Linked DNA regions of Mus musculus: region 1 is linked to region 2. A link is a contact called in public promoter capture Hi-C data. All regions are on one chromosome and are shown on one strand. Each heading gives the region's core, a stretch centred on a gene start, on an enhancer-like site or on the middle of the called end of the contact. The rest is flanking DNA. Distances are from core to core; before and after follow the strand shown. Region 1 overlaps Gm30470 (a long non-coding RNA gene). Region 2 holds the start of Lgals9 (lectin, galactose binding, soluble 9).

Region 1 (2,700 bases), core at 119-2,618, 240 kb after region 2:
CTTGGAGTTCAGATTATCTCCAATTTTCTTTTTTGTTTTTCCTTTCCCTTCTTCTCCTTTTCCTCCTCCTTCTCTTCTTCCTCCTCTTTTTCATCATCATCCTCTTCCTCCTCCTCTGATTTTTCAAGACAGAGTTTTCCCAGCCACCCTGGAACTTGCTCAGTAGACCAGATTAGCCTCTGCCTCCCAAGCGCTGGGATTAAAGGTGTGCGCCACCACACTTGGCTTGCCTCCAACTTCTTATCCTTTTGCCTTAGTCTCTTGAATGCTGGGATTTTTTTGTTTGTTTGTCTTGTTTTGATTTTGAATGCTGGAATTACAGTTATATGCTACCACATCCATGAGGATTTTTGAAAACCATGCTGATTACAAAATATATCTTAGTTTCAGTTAAAATGTGATGGTGGAAGGGGCCTGGAGAGATGGCTCTTATTTCTCTTTCAGGGAATCCCAGTTAGGTTCACAATACCTGTGTCAGATGACTCACAACTGCCTGTAATTCCAGCTTCAGAGGGTTGGGTGCCCCCTTAGGACTTCTGAGAGCACCCACTTGCATATGGCTTGCTTGTCTCACACACCACACACACATACACACTCTCACACACAAATCTTAGCTGAGTACTTGTAGTGCACATCTTTAACCCAGCACTTGGGAGGAGGAGGAGGAGGTAGAGGCAGAGGCAGAGGCAGAGGCAGAGGCAGAGGCAGAGGCAGAGGCAGGTGGATCTCTGAGTTTGTGACCAGCCTGGTTTACAAAGTGAGTTCCAGGACAGCCAGTGCTACACAGAGAAACCCTGTCTCAAACCTCTCACCAAATGAATAATTTTTTAATGTAAAGGATGGTTTTATTTTGAGAGAGGGTCTCATTTACATCAGGGTGGCCTTGTCTTCACAAGCATTTGATATGGCGCCTGGCTTCTGGGAGAAGAATTAAAGTCTAACTTTCCTCAGGGTCATGTGACAAGCATGACTGAGCTTTGTTACTGATGACGATGCCGGCCCTGCCTTGTTCTGGATTTGGTCCACTCCATCAAGAGCATCTGTGAGCTGACACAGAGAACTTACATCCAGTCCATTCCAGCCTCGAGGACTCTGTCCAGGTCATCTCTGGACCAGTGAGGCCAATCTTGCTGGTACAAGAGGCTCCTGCGGCCTTGGTCAGGTGTTGATCAACGAGGGGAGTTTCGAGGCCAGCTTACTTCTTTTCTTGCCTTCAGCCCAGCCCAGCCCTGCAGAATCCTGCTACAGCCTGCTTGAGTTAGATTTGTCACATGGGCAATAAAAATGATTTGTTTGAGTGATATGTGTACCCAAGGACAGCAGAGCGGAGCAAAAACCTAGCCAAGCTCCGGTGTAATTTCCCTGGGCACCGAGCAAAGGGCAGGGACCACAGTCACTCTGTGTGGTTATTTCAATTGCCTCGTTATATTCAGGGGTAATCCTTGTTTGTTTTTGTTTTTTTTTTTCCACAATCCAGTGAAAAGGGTAGGGTGTGTTGGGGAAGGGTTAGCCTGACATCATGGCTGGCCTCCCCGGGAAAGGCGGGGAGGTGTTGGCAAAGACACAGCGGAGCCTGGCTGTTTTCTTCCTAGCATCCGCTCACAAGCATTATGAAGAAAAAACAGGAGTCTGCATTCAGCACCATCTTGGACCTTGAGATCATGTGACCGCCTCCACCTAGAGGAGGGAGTTAGCCTCATGGCTTGCACAGACATCAAAGGAAAACAATAAAACTTCCCAGAACTGCTGACCAGCAGCAGGAACAGTAAAATGCACCCGTGGTCAGTGCTCAACCAATGTTGGTAACACATGTCAAGTAGCTGCCAGGACTCAGCACTGCAGAAAGGAAGGAAGAGCCAATGCCACTTGTGTGGAGACATTATTACATCATTCAACAGCCAATTGAGCAGTCAGTCACAGGAGTCTTCCTCAGGATAGCAGCCTCAGTCACCATGTCAGCGACATCCTTTGGGCAGCCGTCTATGGAGTGTGGCATCTGGCCAAACTGCTATATGCACACCCTCTTGCTGGGAGCCAGATGGGACCGAGCCCAGCCAGCTTGGCTTTGGCCAAGCATTGAGCAGCATGACCCAGTTGAGGGATCTGCTTTCTCCACACAGCACAAGCTGGGTGCGTGGCCCCCAGGTCTCTCATCCAAACCTCCCAGCTCGGGCTATGTTCATGTCTGCCCAACCGGGACCGGGGGTCTGGTTCCTGATCAGTCCTTCTGACCCAAAAGCCAGGCGCCAGCAGCTCCCGTGAGAAGGCGACAGAATCTCCTCAGGTGTGAGGAATTTGGCTTCTAAACAAGGAATCAACATCTAAGAATGATTAACTTATTTGAAACAGGGCTTTATTCGAAAGTCCAAGGAGGGGGTGAAGAAATGAGATCGCGTAGGATTCCGTGGCAAGACGGCAGTGAGCTGGGGCAGCTTATCCGGCACCACCGAAGGGGCCTGACGAAATTGAAGAAAACAAAACAGGCTGAGAGAAAATAGAGGCAGCGGGGTGGGGTGGGATGGGGTGGGGTGAGGGGGCCACCTCTGACTTGTGGGTTTCCTGACCACTTTCCAGTTACTGCAGACCCTTGCAGCACAGAAGGCTCACACGAGTCGGCTGGTTCTCTGCCCAGCTCTACCAATATAATATAATATCATCCAAGAGGAAACCTGACCCCTCTGCAGAGGCAGGTATAATGGG
Region 2 (2,700 bases), core at 37-2,536:
AGAGACACTGGACAGTCCCTTCTAGCTTTCCCATCTACCTTCCATGCAGGTCCCAAGTTAGAAGCCTTAACCCTGTGGCTGAGGACACTGGTAGCCCCAAGCAAAGCCCAGAGCCGTGCTAGATCAGGCTCTGACGCTGGGCTCTGGCAGCCAGCTCACCTACAGACCCTGCTATCTCCCACCTGCACACACGGCGACTCTACAGAAGGTTCCTGGGAGCATCACTTTCGTCTCCATTACTGCCATCTCCCCATGAGCATCCCCTCTTCTGGGAAAAGCACTTTCCTTCGCTGTCACCCACCATCTGAGGACATGTGGCAAGGCCTCGACCTCTCAAAGTCTCAGTGTCTCCACTTACAGTGTGGCTACTAAGCTTCCTAGTGTATAAACAAAACCACCTATAGACAGGGGGTGGAAAAAGGAGCCCAAGGCAGCCCTTTGCACCCTGCACTAAAAGACAGTCCCTACTTGCCTGTCTGCACACACTCTGGAAGTGTTCTTGGGTGAATTCTGATGTGGCCCTTGGAGAACAGAGGGGAGGGCTTCCCTGTTCCCCTCCCGTGCACTCCCAAGACACCTCCATGTTCCAGGTGCTGTTTAAACACCCACGTGTGCTATCTGCTTTCTCCTTGTTTTAACCTCAGGAGACAGACTAAGTATTATTTCCATTTTACAGATACAGAGAGGAGAAAGTACTGCGCGTGCGACATCACCTAGTTTGTAAATGGCTGAACAGAGATCCTCTCTAAGGCAGACACTTTAAGTGTCATGTGAATATCTGCTACCTGCTACCTCCCCCCACCCCCAACAAGCCCATCCACATCATCATATAAACCGTCTCCTTCCTTTGTAGATGCTACCAGGTAGCATGGAACAGGCACATGTTAATTCACCTCATAAATCATAGTGAGTGGCACCCTTGGGTCCTCAGAGGCACAGCAAGCCTAGCATGAGACACGAGCTGCATCAGGATGACCCAGCTGACATGCCTGGCATGTTTGTCCCTTATGTGCTGTCTGCAGGACACCCCACCCTCTATCTGTGCCACTCCGTTGTTTCCCCACAGGTCCAGAGCAACTTCCCCTGGATGTGGCCGTTAGCTTTTCCTCAATCACCCCACAACTGCATCCCACAACTCACCGGGTTAATGTATGGAGACTGGGCACTGAAGAGAGCCATCTCTTCTATCTCAGGGGAACCAATGCTCTCTTCCTCACTCGATGGTGGACGACAGAACTCTGCGCAGGGCAGGGCTGAGCTAGGAAACAGAAACCACAGCTATTTGGCACTTCTTCAAGGGGAGGAGCTCAGTGGCTGAGGGAAGTGTCTAGAGAAAAAGAAAGCTGATGTCAGGGTGGAGGGCTGGAGGTGGGACTCAGTGGGAGGACCTAGGACCAGTGGACACTGGGTGTTCCCTGCTCTGCCTTGACTTTCCCTTCCTGTGCTCTGCCCAGAGAACCAGTCACATGGCCAGCAGGCGTTCCTCGACAGCCTCGGCCAGAAGTGGCTGTGCTTCTGAGCCTGCTTCCTCACCCCATCTAGCAGAGCTGAGCCTTCATTTGTCCTCTGGGTGGGCATCCGTGGAAAAGACCTTCCTCAGACCTTTGTATGTGCAGAGAAAACAGTGCTCAGAAAGACCAAGGGGCAGCATGAGCAAGGTTACACAACTCCTTACGGGCACTCCGAAATCTCTGTGATGCTGTAGGCTTCCAAGAAGCATCTCTCCCTGGTGTGAAAGCTTAACCATGGAGAGCTATTTTGCAAGAAACACACCACCGCTGAGGTTGTTAATGTGGACTATGTGGGGGCCCTGGGAACTTCATTGCCATCTGCCTGTGAATTTGTCTGTTCTCCTTGTCTCTCCCCTCTGTCCCTCTGTTTTGGGGTAAGAAGAGGAAACATACTTTGGACACAGTAGAATATTCCAAGTGACAAGGGAGGAGACCCTAGGAAATATTTGAAATAGTTTTGAAGCCAGGAGAGATGACCCATCATGAATTCCCAGCATGCCTAGTCTACAACATACATAATTGCTCCCTCCTCCTTTCCTCCCTCCCCACTTCCTCCTTTTCTTCATGTAGACCAGGCTGGCTTTGAACCCAGTATGTAGCCAAGGATGGCCTTGAACTTCTTCTTTTTTTTAATAATTTTTATTTTTTATTTATATGTAAGTACACTGTAGCTGTCTTCAGACACACCAGTAGAGGATGTCAGATGTCATTACAGATGGTTGTAAGCCACCATGTGGTTGTTGGGATTTGAACTTTGGACCTTCATAAGAACAGTCAGTGCTCTTTTTTTTGGTTTTTTGTTTTTGTCTTTGTTTTTTGTTTTGTTTTGTTTTTGTTTTTCGGGCAATTAGCGCTCTTAACCAGTGAGCCATCTCTCCAGCCCCAACCTTGAACTTCTGATCCTCCTGCCTCTACCTCCCAAGTGCTTGGATTATACCTATGACTCACCTCTACCTGATGGTGCCGGGGTTAGGACCTAAGGCTTCCTATGAGCTAGACATGCACTCCACCAACTGAACTACATCACCAGCCTTTCCCTGCCTTAAACAAAAACACAAAACCAAAACCCAGCTCCTGCAGCTTAGGTTATGAGTTAAGGGAAATAATCAGTGAAGCAAAGAATTGCAGGACAGGTTTGGGGTGGGGGTGGGACTGGGGAGCCAGGAAAACAGACTTACCTGGACTCATT

The links. Promoter capture Hi-C pulls out the DNA fragments that hold promoters and counts their contacts.
Region 1: a contact with region 2 is called in a promoter capture Hi-C map of liver, with 2.9 times the contacts expected there. The contact joins the enhancer-like site here to the promoter of Lgals9 in region 2. A contact is called at or near these places in 23 of 39 promoter capture datasets (the 3T3-L1 cell line, 3T3-L1-derived adipocytes, the C10 cell line and 14 more), 2 of 15 datasets of contacts at CTCF or cohesin (CD8 T cells and pro-B cells), 23 of 484 Hi-C or Micro-C datasets (B cells, the C10 cell line, CD8 T cells and 19 more), 20 of 115 datasets of contacts at active chromatin or transcription factors (the 230-238 cell line, the HPC-7 cell line, T-cell acute lymphoblastic leukemia and 12 more) and 4 of 9 other capture datasets (adipose tissue, embryonic stem cells, liver and 1 more).

Annotation. Positions count from the first base shown.
Region 1 is chr11:79,228,068-79,230,767 of GRCm38.p6, forward strand. The region is part of intron 1 of Gm30470 (a long non-coding RNA gene); the gene reads left to right. Among named protein-coding and RNA genes, the nearest start is that of Gm30470, 4.7 kb to the left of the region's middle. Within about 2 kb of position 1,369, at least 52 of the 459 cell types and tissues checked have an H3K27ac peak or open chromatin away from gene starts, as enhancers often do. A contact at or near this core is called in the HPC-7 cell line, acute myeloid leukemia, granulocyte-monocyte progenitors and 3 more, where this site is marked.
Region 2 is chr11:78,983,638-78,986,337 of GRCm38.p6, forward strand. It overlaps Lgals9 (lectin, galactose binding, soluble 9), which reads right to left and starts at 1,287. Exons shown (of 10, transcript NM_001159301.1): 1 at 1,141-1,287. The coding sequence starts at 1,179.